3 separate regions of the Mus musculus genome follow, and regions 1 and 2 are each linked to region 3. Evidence: chromatin contacts called from public promoter capture Hi-C data. All regions are on one chromosome and are shown on one strand. The core of a region is the stretch at or near the end of the contact, and the rest is flanking DNA. Distances in the headings are between cores, read along the strand shown. Region 1 has its middle 120 kb from the start of Edil3. Region 2 has its middle 130 kb from the start of Gm34585. Region 3 holds the start of Hapln1 (hyaluronan and proteoglycan link protein 1).

Region 1 (2,867 bases), core at 283-2,782, 840 kb before region 3:
GAAGTGCTATGTTTAAGAACATATGTTCCAAATAAGTCCTGCTTAAATAATTTGTCAATCTATTTATATGTTTGCATTTGATAATGTTTCGGGTTTTAAAGAGTCCGACTTCAATGCCATGTAAAGCAGGATTATTTCTCATAGTTCTTTCTCTAAGATATCAATTACTCTCATTCTAAGGGACTATGATAAGATTAAAATAACACTCTTTAATGCCTAAACAAGGATAAAGGGAAATGAAACTATAAAAATTGACTTTTATTTACCTCAATAAACACAAAGAAAAAATATGTACAAGTTCACAGGTAGCTGAATGCTTATGCATTTCAATATGATATGAGATGGAGATCACCAGTGTTCATTCTCAGGCTAGGAAACAAAGAAGCAAACTATGTTTCCTTATATGGAGAAACAGTGTTAGTACCAATAACATCCTTATTTCTTAGAATTTCTATGAAAGCAAATGAGATAATACTGGTGCTTTCAATTCAGTGCTTACAGTTAGTAAATATTCAATGAGTGTTAGTTTTTGTAATGAAGAGTGACATAGAAAGTAACTAAATTCTCACTTAAAAGCAAATTGCACAGCCTTCTAGACACTGCTGTCTTTATCCATAAAATTAGTAGTATTACTGACTTAATTTCTTCTGTTTAATCTAATACGAAGATTCTCTTTTACTGCAGCTATAATTATATGTGATTTTGTTCTGAACTCTGTTACCGTGAAGTTCAATCTTGAACTAGCATACAACTACTGTTGTAATTTTCCCATTTTCATAAATATTTTTCAGATAACCACAATTATTTTCCTGATTACTGGTTCTTACTTATCAGGGCCAGAGAAGAGAGTTTTGTTATCATCTTATTCTTCCTCAACATAGTCTTTAAGTACTGATATTATTTCTCTTTTATAAAAGAATAATATAAATCTTTTGAGACATAATGAGTTAGAAAAGGCCAAGTAACTAGGAGTCATGATGAATCAAGCATGAGAATGGAAGGAACAAAATGCAGTTAGGAATAAAAAAACAAGACAATGTGTTTAATGAGCATAATTTTAAAAGTCAGGGTTTTTATGTACTCTAGATCATGATGGCAAACAAAATCTAAGTTTCTCCAAGGCAAGGAACACGTCTTTTGCTTTCTATCTACTCTTCCAGCTGAAATGCACTGACTAAATTAACAAGTAAATAATTCTTTTTCTAACATTACCTTGGTAATATAGTTGTTTGTTTCATTAAGACACAGTGAGTCTCAAGCAAGAAGAAATACTATTTAAAAACATGCATGTTGTCCAAATTTAAATACATACATGTATATTTAAATGAAGAATAATTGCTGAGTAAATGTGGAATGCTTAGAATTGTGTGTGATGTGGTCAGACATATGTCCCCAAGTCTAGTACACTGATTTCAGAACTTGGTAAACTGATGTTAGAAGCTAATCATAAATGTTTTTATGTAAGGGGAAAGTAGGCAGAGTGTTGACAGCTATCACTGCCCTTCCATGTGAACATCAAGTGGCTGGCAGATGGGGGGCTGACATGGGTCAGCACTTAGTGCAGGGGTCAGCTAAACATCTGTCTTTGCTAAAGACTTATCATGTTCTGATGACTTGAGGCAGGCTGAGAATGTCAAAACAGCCCTCTGTTAAAACACCGGCAAAACTTAGATTATCTCTGCCCTGTTTAGCTGAATTAAAAAAAAAAAAAAAAAAAAAAAAACTTGAAATAATGAGTTCAAAATTATCTGAAAAATCTCAATTACATATATATTTTCCCTAGGGATATTATGTATAGAAAACACAAATATGACCAAAAAAAAATTATTGCACATCTGGAGTGAGTCATGTTGTCAAAAGTTAATTTTTCTCTCCCGCTCTTAACGGGAGCTTTAAAATATTGCCTAAGTATTTCAAGTATGGAAACAATGTAATGTAGTAACAGAACAGGATCCATAAGATGATAGTTAAATAACATTAACCTCTCATCTAATTGACCAAAACATTGGGCCAAAAATCTGCTCTTGTGTTCTTTTCCATAAATCATTGTTACAGAACCATAGAGCATAATTCTTCTTCAAATGATCAAAAAATAAGAATAAAAATGGAGCCAGAAAGCCTGCTTAGATGCTATTAAGAAATGTAAGATTGTCACATTCTAATATCAGTATTAACCCTAACTTACTCAGACTTTAATGTGTCTGAGAGTATTCAAATCAATTTTTGTATATCATGTTTTAACATCTGATTTAATGAATGAAAAACATATTTAATTTAATTTATTTAATTCAATAACTAGTCAAGGGAAGTGTCTAGACAAACTGAAAGTCTTTTTTGTTTTTTCTAACAAATCTATAGTAAACAGTGTTGTGGTATATGCAATGACATATGACCACATAGGCTCATATGTTTGAACACTTGAACTCTTGTTGTCTGGCAGTGTCTGGGGCAGATTAGAAGGTATGGCCTTGTTGGATGAAGGGTGGTCATTGGGAAAAGAAACTAATAGAAGTGCCATGTAGTCTTCTTCAATAACACAGTTGGATAGTCACTTCAGGAAATACTAAATATAGAATATATAGTTTCAGAAAAGATAGAAAAATGTAACTGATATTATTTGGGAAGAGGAAGGCAGCAGAAGGAAGCAGGAATGAAATATTTCCAATGACCTTACTCATATGATCAAAGTACATTATAGGCATGTATGACATGTATCATTGAATCCTATCATTTTAATTAAAAATAATATAGCAGTAAATGGTTTTATTTAAATTTTAAAAATTATGAAAAGGGTCTATAGAGTTGCGTATTACTCTCATGCAAAAGCAGTGCAAGCTGACCTGACATAATGTAGAAATATCTTTTCA
Region 2 (3,202 bases), core at 178-2,677, 890 kb before region 3:
TGTTTTTGTAAAGCTACTTTGCATTTTAAGTTTTATACTGACCAAATGACTTTGGGGTAAGGAGAATATTTAGTTTGATATAGCAATTTAAAGGGTCATCTTTATGTTGTGGGCTGGTCTATGCAAATTACTTTCAGAAGTACCCAGTATGAATAGATGATAAATTATATTGCTTAAATTAACAAGATGAAAAAATTACATAGTATCTTTATTCGTATGATGGAAAAATTCATGAAAGATAGTAGTTAAATTTAAAATCAAGATACATTAACTTCTACTCATATGTATGTAAGTTTATCTGTTGAGAATAGAAGCAAATGCGTTCACTACATGAGGACTGTTTTGTACATCTTAAAATTTAAACTCCCAATGAACTAAAAAGGAATGAAGGAGAATGTTTCTGTTTAGCAATTCGAAGTCTAGAGAATATTTTCTTAAGAATAGTACATTAGATCAAATTGGTATTGGGCAGATTGGCAAGATATTATAATGGTTTGCTGAGTCTTACTCTCCTTCACTTAAGAACATAAAGGCAGAGCCAGAGCCATCTGGGGAGGGAGCTGTTGGTTGCCTATATTCTGCTATTACTGTTTAGGATTGCAGACTAAAGAGAAGGGGGAAGGGGGAAGCTTCTTGTGTATGCCTTCCAGCAATACCGAAATTGATAACTGAAAAAGATTCAATGCCATTGAATTACAGGCATTCTGGACCCACTTACTAAGTATCTGGGGTTAAGGCTCTTTTCTAAAAATACTGCCATGAATTCAAACTCCAACTGTAGAAGTAAAATGAAGAATAGCAGAAGTTGTTCTGTAAATAATAAAGCAATACAAACCATGAAAATGAAATGCAGAGAGCTTAAGGCAGGAATGTTAGCCTGAGTCTAAAGCACAGCTTCCCTTCCCTGATCAGTGAAACGAATAAAAGGCATTTCTCAATGGATCTCTGTATAAAATGTATCACAGTTATGCCAAATAACACATTTTCAATCAGAACAAATGTGACATGTTGGCTTAAAGGCATGCTACACATCAGAAAATTAATAATTTAGAGGAGACATGTTGCCTAGACTATTTGGCATTCTGGGTTGCCTTGATCTCAACACATATGTATCTTTTTATTTACTGAGGAGACAAGATTGGTTTCTTGTGACTTTTGGTGGCACAATACTAGAAATTCAACTTGGATATCATTACCTCTGGCATTAATCATTCGTCTCAACCAGAGACTAGGATCATTTCTCACCAAACTAGGTGGAAACACCCTTTTACCAAATAAGGATCACGGCACTAAGACATTTTAGATGATTGTAAGTCACATTTCACCAGGATTTGCAGTTCACAGCATGCTATCATTAACATTATCTCACTTGATTATAGTGGTTGGTTTGCCACTGTGTGTCTTGCATTTCATAGGAACTCAGGAAGTATTGTGGATTGATTAACTATATAATCTTGCTAATGCAAGCAGGAAAATGTTCAGTAACCCTGGTTACATCATTATCCCAGCTGTCTGGTCCATTGTGATAATTTCCACAGGGAAACAGCCTCTGAGGAAAAAAAAAAAAAAGTGTTCCAGCCTTTAGGAAAATGGGGGATGTGTTAGCTTTCCAGTTAGACAAAGATGTGGTCTACAACGTTCCACAAGGGCAAAAGCTGCTGCAGCATTTGCCTGATTTGCTGCACTCCTCGTTCACAGGCACTTTGAAGTGGTGTCTCTGCCATTCCTATCCTAGTCATACTAATTTGTTCTCACAGTATTTTCCATCATGTTAAGTGTATCTGGCATTGGACTGTTTGGGGTTTTTGTTCTATGATGTTTTCATTAACTGTGTATGCTAAAGGAGGAGTAAGTAAGGGAACTGAGAGACCACTGGAAAATTGTAGTCGGGCTGCCTTCATAAATAATGCTCTGTTTTTGCTATTGATGTCAATCCAGGAAAGTATTTCAAGGCCTTTCTTCGTTTTTCTGAATGTTCCTAGCATTACTGCTGTATCTCACTCTCCCTTTCCCTGGGAAAACATACACAGTTTATAGATGAAATCATTTCTGAAGATTAAAAACTTGCTTTACCAAAAAAAAAACATAGAGCATAGGATATGAGTAATTGCAAAGGGGATGAAATTATAATTTTATTTCCTATTTCAGAAAAAAAGCATCCAAGAAAAATGGAATGGAGAACCTAATGGAATGCCTTCCTCACAAGAGCAGTAATTGAATTATTTTCTAATACTTAGAAGACATGTTCTTATGTTCCATAAAAATATCAAACCAGGCATAGGATAATACATTTATAATATATGCTTAGTTCACATATGAATATATGCACTAAATCTATCAGACTTAACCTTGTGTGATTCCTTTACCAGCAGTAGAGCCTAGCTAAACTCTCACTGGCTTTATGAGGCTGTAACCCTTGAAATGATGGATGTTTGTGATATGTTTGCTGCCTTCATAACTTAATTCTATGTCGACTTAACTGGAATAAAGGATGCTCAGATAGCAAACAAACAAAAACAAAAACAAAATCTACAATAATAAAAAAAAATAGTGAGGTTCAGAGAGTGTTTCATGAAGAGATTAACATTTAGTACAATAGGCTTGAATAAAACAAAACAAAACAAAACAAAACAAAACAAAACAAAACAAAACAAAACACACATTTATGTTGATGCTCCAAATAGAACTTTTAAAGTGTGAGGAGGGATCAATTACACCTTGTTTTTGATGTGGGACTTTAAGGGTTTGTTGTTGTTGTTTGTTTGGGTTCTTTTGATGGTTTGTTTTGCTTGTTTGTTTATTTTTGTTTTTCTTGTGTATGTGTCTTAGGTTCAATAGTTCCTGGCTAAGGGAACTCTGAACTCTGATATTTAGTTTAATGCCCAGCTTTCTGTGTTAGTGTTTTAATCCTGCAATAAAGGAATACTCAGAATTTGCAGACAGCAGAGTTTATTGGCTTGAAATAGAATTTGAAGTCAGATACCAAAGGACAAAATCTAGCAAGAAACTCTTTGCTTCACCATCCCATATCAGAAAGGCAAAAAGAATAGTTGAGAAAAATGAGAGGGCAATGATTCTGCTAAATACATCCACAGCACACAACCCACTCATGAAAATGAGGCCTCTATTTCCTTAACATAGAATCCACTTGAAAAAATGGCACAGATTTTCTTTCTGAGGGTGGGATTCACACAAGTATATT
Region 3 (3,086 bases), core at 533-3,032:
CAAAACTTGTAGCCTCTTCCCTGACTGGAGAAACGGAATAAAATGAAGGCAAGCACTTTGCCCAGAATTGGGGATGCAAGAAAGGTATGTGGTTGCTTGTTGAATAACTGCTTCCCTTTATGTCAAATTTAACTGTCTTTTCTTAGACACGCATGCTTCGTCTTTACAAAATAAAAATAAAATAGAGAAATAAATAAATAAAGTCTATCCCATATACACCTAAATCCCCAAAGACCCAATGGTAAGGCAGGGTGGGGGTAGGGGTGGCACTCCTGAAGGCAAGAACTCTGAGACAGTTCATGAAAAAGGGCGGGACGAATGTGCCCCAACTCTAGCGAGGTTACCCCACCACCGCCACGGACACGCTTTCCCTGCCTCCATGGGGAGTCCTGGAGGAAGCCTTGACCACAGCGCACCACTTAGGCTTTATCTCTAAGACAGTAGCGCCGCTCTCCGCCAGCCAAAGGACTAGGATCTTCAGCGCTTCTGCCCAGTCACCTACCCGACCCGGAGTCCCCAGTCACCCTCCTTCCAGCCTGCCTCACTAGTTTATCTGCCAAGAGTCTGGAGTACCAGTCTCTTTGCCCCTGGTCCCTACACCCTCTCCGCGCCCCTCTGCCCCCAAGCTATGATCTCCGAAGTGATGAACCGAATGATCCCCGAAGTGATGAACCGCCTTCTCCCCGGCGATCCCCTGGCTACCTGCAGTGGTCCGCGGAGTGCCTGGGATGCTGCCCAGGGCCCGGGTCCACCGCACTACGCCTGCTCTCAGGCAGTGATTCTCTCCCCCTCCCTCCCTGTGGGCCTCTAGAGCTTGTTTGCTCTTCCTCAGCCCAGATGCCAGATCAGTTCCCTGCCCCGCCGCTTCAGCAGCTGTTTGCTTCCTGCAGCGTGCTTTTTTTTTTTTTTTTTTTTTTCCTTTCTTTTCCGCCTTTCCTAGGCCCAATCAAAGGTGGCTCTGTTTTTGAAATGCGAAGCCGTTTCCTCTCCAAACCCCTTGGCTACTCAAGGCAGGAATCAATGGACCTATATACTCTCCCTCGAGTTATAAATAAATGTCTATTTGTTCAGGAGGCGTTTTCCCGCGTGTCCCATCATCTTCCCCAGTAGTTATTTTAAGTGTGTGTGTGTGTGTGTGTGTGTGTGTGTGTGTGTGTGTGTGTGTGTGTGTGTGTACACACACGTACACGCGCGCGCGCCCATGTCCTGGTCCTGTGACATCTGGTTCTAATCCTGAATGTGGATCTATAACCCAACCCCACCCACCCAGACTCCCCCTTGCATTCCTCACTCTATAAATAAACTCAGGTTCTTAGGCACTATCATCTAAGGACACAATAGCAGTTGTGGGTTAAAGGAAATTTAATCCAACACAGATACTGAGTCCCGCAGCCAACAATTTGGGCAAAACAAGCAATCTGGGTAAAAGTTAGGTGCTCAGTTGTCCCTCTTGTCTGTAGGGGGAAAACCTCTCCGATGCTTAGATACCCAAACTACAAGGTGACAAATTGTGTAGGAAAGTCAGTAGAGGCTACAATTCATCCCACAGATCCCGAGTGGCACCTCCTGTGGACATAACCCAGAGTAGACAGGCAACAGGAGGTACAGTGTGGGTGGGGGCTTGTGGTTGGGCCTGCTGCTTTTCCTGAACTCCAGAGCTGAATCCTCCGGATCTGAGCAGAGGGAGTCATCTAAGAGACTGCTGTTTTACAAGGTCTGGGCACAGAGCTGCCCCTCCCTTCCCCCCCTGAAGTTTGCATGGAGTGCAGTTAGGCTGTAATTAGAGGATCTGGGAGGAGAAGTCTCCTGGTGACGCTTTGCCTTTCTTCTGCTCTTGGTGAGAAGTGGCTCCTTTATCCTCGGATCAGGACCTCTGCCATCCAACACCACAAAGAGACATTCTGCACACACGCGCTCGGACACACACACCCATACCCACACCCACACCCACACCGCACTCGCCCAGAGACAAACTTAAGGTCAGGACGAGCACTAGCTCACTTCATCTCCAGCTCCCAGCTAAGTGGGACTCAGCTTCTGAACTGGAATTCAGGACAAGGTAAAACTTCCATCATTTCTGTTTGGTGGGTTTCCCCCTCTTTCAGACATATCTTGGTGCCTTATATATTTCATAGCACTGCGCATATAATGTATGTACGGAGTAAACAAATTTTCTTGTTTTCTTCAGTCTTTATTTAACATAGCACCTCCACTTTTTAAAACTATTGTCAGATAAAATAGCATCGCAATAAACAGGTTCAGTCTAGACGTGAAGAAAGAATTAACTCAAGTTTTCCTAGCTTTTGCAACTGTTGCTATTAATCTGAAAGGCACACGGTTTCAAACGGTGGCTTTTCCATCTGTACTTCAACAGGCAGTTTTATAGCAGCCGAGATGAGAGTAAGGGGTACAGAGTGCGGATGAACTGTGCAATGAGAATGTCCATCCCAGAGTTACGACTTCTCTCTGAGGGGATGTATAGGTTTACGTGAAAAAGAAAGTTACTTCCATTATAGCTAATACCTATTAGATTAACAGCCTTTGAAACGTCAGATTGTGGGTAATTCTAAAATTCTGAGTAATTTTAAAGTTAGGAACAGATAATTATAATGCATTGGGTTTTTTGTTAGGAGTTTTTTTTTTTTTTTTTAATTTGTCAATGGACAATATCAATGTCCTAAAAGTATTCCAAACCGTAGCTGTTAAGAACACTTTTTAAAAAGTTGCCCAAAGGACTTATTTGCACGTTGAAGCTACTCATTAATGAAAGCAAACCTGTAGTCCTAGGGTTGGATTAAGTTGTCCTCTTCTGTTGAATATGCCTGTTGTGTCCAAATAATACAGTCTGTTCATTTGAAAATAAGTTGTTTTATTTTCATTTATCACTGGAAAAGTACACAAGGTAGCCAGTACATTTGGGGAGTTTGAGGGTGGAAAATGTTCCTGTAAGTGGTCCAGTATGATGTCATGAAATCAAACATACTGGCTGGCTTCTTAGAACCGAATGGTTATTAAGAAATAAAGTCTGTGAATTAATTTCCTAGTAAATGTAATATTTATTCATTCCAAATGTACTTTCTGGTAAC

Evidence for each region. Promoter capture Hi-C pulls out the DNA fragments that hold promoters and counts their contacts.
Region 1: a contact with region 3 is called in a promoter capture Hi-C map of second pharyngeal arch cranial neural crest, with 2.8 times the contacts expected there. The contact joins the enhancer-like site here to the promoter of Hapln1 in region 3. A contact is called at or near these places in 7 of 39 promoter capture datasets (the C10 cell line, cranial neural crest, embryonic stem cells and 4 more) and 1 of 9 other capture datasets (embryonic stem cells).
Region 2: a contact with region 3 is called in a promoter capture Hi-C map of embryonic stem cells, with 6 times the contacts expected there. The contact joins the enhancer-like site here to the promoter of Hapln1 in region 3. A contact is called at or near these places in 6 of 39 promoter capture datasets (the C10 cell line, embryonic stem cells, frontonasal cranial neural crest and 2 more).

Annotation. Positions count from the first base shown.
Region 1 is chr13:88,703,174-88,706,040 of GRCm38.p6, forward strand. No RefSeq gene overlaps it. Among named protein-coding and RNA genes, the nearest start is that of Edil3, 120 kb to the right of the region's middle. Within about 2 kb of position 1,533, at least 3 of the 459 cell types and tissues checked have an H3K27ac peak or open chromatin away from gene starts, as enhancers often do. A contact at or near this core is called in second pharyngeal arch cranial neural crest, where this site is marked.
Region 2 is chr13:88,649,769-88,652,970 of GRCm38.p6, forward strand. No RefSeq gene overlaps it. Among named protein-coding and RNA genes, the nearest start is that of Gm34585, 130 kb to the left of the region's middle. Within about 2 kb of position 1,428, at least 4 of the 459 cell types and tissues checked have an H3K27ac peak or open chromatin away from gene starts, as enhancers often do.
Region 3 is chr13:89,538,854-89,541,939 of GRCm38.p6, forward strand. Hapln1 (hyaluronan and proteoglycan link protein 1) reads left to right here and starts at 1,783. Exons shown (of 5, transcript NM_013500.4): 1 at 1,783-2,059. Gm34699 (a long non-coding RNA gene) reads right to left here and starts at 816. Exons shown (of 8, transcript XR_382713.2): 1 at 703-816.